2 separate regions of the Mus musculus genome follow, and region 1 is linked to region 2. A link is a contact called in public Hi-C data. All regions are on one chromosome and are shown on one strand. Each heading gives the region's core, a stretch centred on a gene start, on an enhancer-like site or on the middle of the called end of the contact. The rest is flanking DNA. Distances are from core to core; before and after follow the strand shown.

Region 1 (2,879 bases), core at 136-2,635, 520 kb after region 2:
CTGCACACACACACACACACACACACACACACACACACAGAATACTAGCATGGCAGCACTTGTCAGTGTAGGTGAATTTTTCACTTATATAAATGTATCTGTACGTCCAAAGGAGTTCCCACAGTGGTAAAGCCTACATCAGTGTTATCTAGAGGATCACACATGGGTATTGGTCCGATGAAAGTAGGAACTACAACAGTTGACGGTGATGGTCTATTTCATACCTTAAGACAGTTTCTTAAAAAACAGTCATTAAAAGAATGAGTCATTGATAAGACATATATCACTGGACAAAGAGAAAACATACTACTTCTTCTCTCTCTTTCATGCCTACTCTTTAAGAATGACACTTTTTAGTGTGTGTGTTTATATGGGCAATTATGTGCCATGTGTTCGTGTGTTGTCAAAGGCAACTTGAGGAGTTGGTTTTCTCAGTCTCCTATTGAACAAACTGAAGTTTAGTAGCAAGCGCCTTAATCATCTGTCTCCCCTGGCCTCATTTTAACCTTATACAAAGTCACATTAGTCTACCTTATAAATGATCAAATATACAAGAAAACACTCAATAATATATTACATAGCACCACCAAGATCCAGCCCATGTTTTATATGTGGGATACGTATTCATATTCAACACTGAATATATTCTTGCTATAGAGATTTTAAGAGATTGATATTATCTTCCTGCATAGCAATCTAATTTGTAATTGCCTATCACCACATTGTAATAAGTTTCATTTTCTGAATCACTCATTAATGGATAGAAATATCTGCATCAGTTACAGGCACAGAAGAAATACTCAATAAATACTTGTTGAATGAAATTATACATCTCAGGACATCTTGAAGTATATGAATGTAATCTATAAATAGCTTTAAAATATGTGACTAATGTACATTTTACATAATCATTATGGAAATAGGTATGATGAATTTTAAAGGTTTGTTTTCTTCTTAAAACAAAATTTTTGTGGTTTCCAGGTCTATCTCCTACTCTCATCCACCTCCCCCCCCCCAAAAAAAAAAACAATTTTCACTGTCTTCTAGAGCTTTTTCACATTTCTCTTCAAAATTCTTTATTGAACAATGGCCTTTAGCTGGCAGACCAAAATACACACACTATAAAATGTGTGAACTGGGATACAGAAAGAAAGATTTGCCAACACAGTGCAAGTGAAGCCAACAATTTATACTTGAAGCTCTGTCTTCAACTTTAGTTCCTCAGACTGTTAACGTTCATGGATCCAGAGATTACTGACTCCAAAACATTGAGTCACATCCTAAATGTCATTAACACAGAGCCTTCTTGGAGGCCGAAGCCCCGCCCTTCGACGCTAAAGCCTCGATTCCAGCAGACCTTATCAGCCCCCAGCTGATCTGTTGCCATAGAAACCCATAAAGCACCATGGCTGCCGCCGGCCAGGCAGAGGAGTGTTTACCACTGCCGGCGGCAGAATCATCCAAGACGTCCTTACCTACACCACCAGCAGTTCCCGCAGGAAAGAAGCCAAAGAAATGTCTGGTGTATCCACATCCGCCTAGGAGCTCCCGCCTGAGTCGTTCTGTCCTGCGCTGGCTCCAGGGCCTAGATCTCAGCTTCTTCCCTAGGAATGTCACCAGGTGCTAAAGCCAGACAGGACCCAGTGATTCACCCTCCTCCTCAGGTGTCACCCTCCCCTAGGCCACCTGCGCTCGCTCAGTTCAGGCTCCCTAAGCCTGGAATCAGCCTCCTTGGCCTTGCTTTCCCTCCTCACGGAGACAGCCTCGCCATCCAACTCCCTGCTCACTCATGCATGCCACAAGGCATACATATCAAGATAGGAAGTTCCAGAAAGACGTGGACCGTTGTGTTCATTGATTTCATTCAACTGGTCATTACACTGTAGAGTTAAGCTATTCCGGAATGCTTTGATAATCACAAAAAACCAAGGTTTTTGTTTTGTTTTGTTTGTATTAATCGTAATAAGGACTAGTTTACCCTTTTTTTGAAAATGTATCATGTATCCAGTTATCTGAGGTTTTTTTTTTTTTTTTTTTTTTTAAGCTTCTGTTTAACGGAAACGATGGTCTATGTAACTGGCTGTTACTATAGAATGTGAACAAAATTCCATAAAAATGAATACCATAGATCTTTTGCAGGAAAACGATTAATGCCAGTATTGGGTTTTTCAAGCATCTGTGAAACTTTCAATAAGCGTTTTAATCACTTGGCAACATTGTTAAATCTAATAATTAGGAGGATTCATTAAAGGACACTTTAGCTAACTGCTTTCTTTCCTATTGAGAAACCTTCTCAGAGAAATGAACCAACACAAGTTTTTCCAGATAGTTTGTCAATATGGTTTATTAGCTATTATATAATTATCTCAATTACACTTTTTCCATTTCCTTATTGTTATGTATCAGGGATTTTTCAAATGGCTACCTAGTTGCAGAGATATTCTGTATTTATTATCCCTGGGACCTTCGATTATCATCCTTTGAAAATGGAACCTCCTTAAAAGTCAAGTTGGATAACTGGGCACAGATAGAGAAGGTAAGACACAAAATTGACAAGAGTTTCCTGTGAAGCTTGTTTTAGATAGTACACTACATCTCTGTCTGAGAGAAAAACAGAAAGACAGGAGAGAGAGAGAGAGAGAGAGAGAGAGAGAGAGAGAGACTCTATGTCAAGTCTAGGAAATAACTGATTAGTCAAATTCTAGTTGTTCATTATATACAAAACTATAAATAAACTATAAAATTTAGTATATGACAATTAGAGTGGTATATAATAGTGGCTTTCTTGAAGAAATAGTGAATGTTGATAACATAGAAAATGTAGTTCAAATGAAAAGTTAGTTAAAGTAAATTCATAATACTTGATTATTTTTCTAGAA
Region 2 (2,815 bases), core at 111-2,610:
GTTGGGCAAGGAGACCTCCAGATCATATTATTTGAATTACAAGGAAACGTCTTTCCTCCAACGACAATTTTGTGGCTTTTTAACATTAGTGCACTTAGTATAGTTTTTGAATAGGCAAGACCTTTCATGTCTCTATGCTGTTGATGCAGCTTAAGTGGAACTTCTGCCATCTGCCCACCTGCCCAGGAAAGCAGATGCCATCACCAGGAAGACAGCAGAGTTCCTAGGTGCTTTTCCAGAGAATAAATGCATCACTGCTGTTTGCTCTTTCAGCATATAAATTGTCCCATTTCATTCTCTTTCTCTTGCAAATGGAAGGTGTGTCTTGCAGATACAGTTTGGGTGTGTCTCTATCAATGTTCTTTAAGATTCTGGACCATCTGTCCTTCAGATGGAACTTTAGGTCTTCCGGAAGATCACTAAGATCTTAGCATGAATGACTTGCCCTGTATTCTGAGATGTCCCTCTTTGCATTCTTGCTTCAAGTAAACCAGAAAACAGTGGAGGTGGTGGTGCTGGGAAGGGCACTATGGCCCCATAGGTCTCTGCTATAATGTTGATCTTTTTCTCTGAAGTGTTTTAGAAGTCTCAGGCTGGTCCCAAACTTCTCAGGATAAAGAATGTCTGGAGAAGGATTTTACCACAAGGGGTTGCCAGGGCCAAAGCGTGCGTCTCCTACCCACTGTACCTGCTCCCCCCTCCCCATCTTTCTAGCAGCTGAGCTCAGTCATGTGGCCCCTAAAACTGGTCCTGCAGAGAGAGTCAAGCCCCCAGACCTGACTTGAGCCCCTGCCTCCCCACCCCGACACCCCAGCAGAGCCCAGAGAGAAGGGCAGAGAAAGGGAAAGCGAGGAGAGTGGATGGAGGTGGGGCTGGAGGAAAGCGTGGGGCTGGAGGGAGCAAGCTTCCTAGGGAAAGAGAGGGGAGGGCTGACTGGGCTCGGCACGCTCCCTCCCTCTTGCCGCTTTCTCTCACATAAGCGCAGGCAGAGGGCGCATCAGTCATGCCCTGCCCCTGCGCCCGCTGCCGCCGCCGCCACCGCCACCGCTCGGCCCCGCGCGCGCAGGAGGCTCGAGCGCCCGGGAGCTCGCGGGCCTCGCCGCCGCCGGGCGCCCCGCCGCCCTCCTCCCGCCCCCCGGCTCCGCCGCCACCACCGCCTTCTCCCGCGGCTCCCGCGGCCCGGCTCCTTTCACTTCGGGCGAGGGGAGGGAGGAGGGGGGACGAGGGACCCGAGGGCTCTTCGGGACGAGTGGAACATCGCGGGGTGACTGGGCTTAACCACCCCACCCCCTCTTCTTTGCAAAACACCAAAAACAAAACCGCGATCGGCGGAGCCGGCGCCCTCGCTTCACCTCGCGGGCCGCCACCGAGGGCAGTTCGGATGTCCGGTTTCCTGTGAGGCTCGTACCTGACACCCGGGAGCCTCTCCCCCGTGAGGGCTGCCAGAGCCGAGGGCAAAAGTTGCGAGCCGCCGAGTCCCGGGAGACGCTCGCCCAGGGGGGTCCCCGGGAGGAAACCACGGGACAGGGACCAGGAGAGGACCTCAGCCTCACGCCCCAGCCTGCGCCAGCCAACGGACCGGCCTCCCTGCTCCCGGTCCATCCACCATGCACTTGCTGTGCTTCTTGTCTCTGGCGTGTTCCCTGCTCGCCGCTGCGCTGATCCCCAGTCCGCGCGAGGCGCCCGCCACCGTCGCCGCCTTCGAGTCGGGACTGGGCTTCTCGGAAGCGGAGCCCGACGGGGGCGAGGTCAAGGTAGGTGCAAGGGACCCCGTCGGGTCGGGCTGAGGATCCGAGGCTCCCAAGTCCTGGACTGTGTGTGGGCTTGGCTTTACTGGGTGTACAGAGAACCTGCCGTGGAGTGTGTGTGCATAATTATTTATTTAACCTTTGGATCCAAAGTTAGAGATTGGTGCACGCTTGCTTGGAGCAAAGTTTCTCTTCTTTTTTTCTCTCCCCCAGTGGAAAGCTGTTACTAGAAAGGAAAGCAACTTAGAGGAGGGAAGGGCCCAAGAGGTGTTCAGTCACACAGATTCCTTCTCCTTCATAGTGGTCTCCTGCCAACAGAGGAGTTTGCACCCTGCCCCAGTGGCATGGCTCCAGAGAGAATTTCATTGCTGTAGGAAATGCTCTTTTCTTTTCCTGGCTGGTTTTGGACTCCAAAGAGCTTCTGGGGTGTGTGACCAGACAACGGAGTTTTATGCTCCTGGAGTTTGCATAGCAGGGGCCCCAGGCTCTGTGAGCTAGTTTGGAAAAAGTGTGAGTAAATTTAGAAACTGGGCTTAAAGGTTTTGGATTTCAGAATTAACTTGAACTTGGTCAAATCCAAGATGTAACAGAAATTGGAATCTTCTAAACTTTATCAATTCTTTTCCTAAACAGTGGCTATAAGATTAAAAAAAAATCAAAGTATCAATTAGTTTGTTTTATTTTGTTTTAAAGAGAAATAGCATCTTTCCTGAACACGTTAAGGGACTTTTGAAGACATTCCGATTGTCTGACTCAGTTATCTTATCTTGTGTACTTCTCACTTGAACCTTCTAAAGAATATGTTTATAACATCTTCAAGTTTATACTTGGCGTAATAGTTGGGATCTTGAACTCCTGCAAAAGTTTTGTGTTTAAGGCACTGCGAAGCCCCCTGGCTGGAAGCAGACTGAAGTGGTTTATAGTAGCTGACTGCAAGTGGGGGGAAAAAAATAGAAGGGGGTGTGTTACTCTCAACTTTCAGTTGACTTTATTGGTGAACATACACAGAATGTGCAGAGGTCAAACCACCTTCCCTGGAAAGGTTTGTCTGAGAAAAACTTTAATAC

The links. Hi-C and Micro-C count contacts between places; a contact is called where the count stands out from the background.
Region 1: a Hi-C map of muscle stem cells shows a contact between it and region 2, with 2.2 times the contacts expected there. The contact joins the promoter of Spata4 here to the promoter of Vegfc in region 2. A contact is called at or near these places in 1 of 39 promoter capture datasets (hippocampal neurons) and 1 of 484 Hi-C or Micro-C datasets (muscle stem cells).

Annotation. Positions count from the first base shown.
Region 1 is chr8:54,599,396-54,602,274 of GRCm38.p6, forward strand. Spata4 (spermatogenesis associated 4) reads left to right here and starts at 1,386. Exons shown (of 6, transcript NM_133711.4): 1 at 1,386-1,620; 2 at 2,407-2,536. The coding sequence starts at 1,406.
Region 2 is chr8:54,076,172-54,078,986 of GRCm38.p6, forward strand. Vegfc (vascular endothelial growth factor C) reads left to right here and starts at 1,361. Exons shown (of 7, transcript NM_009506.2): 1 at 1,361-1,754. The coding sequence starts at 1,608. Gm33153 reads right to left here. Exons shown (of 1, transcript XM_006509526.4): 1 at 1-2,815. The coding sequence starts at 1,602. The coding sequence ends at 763.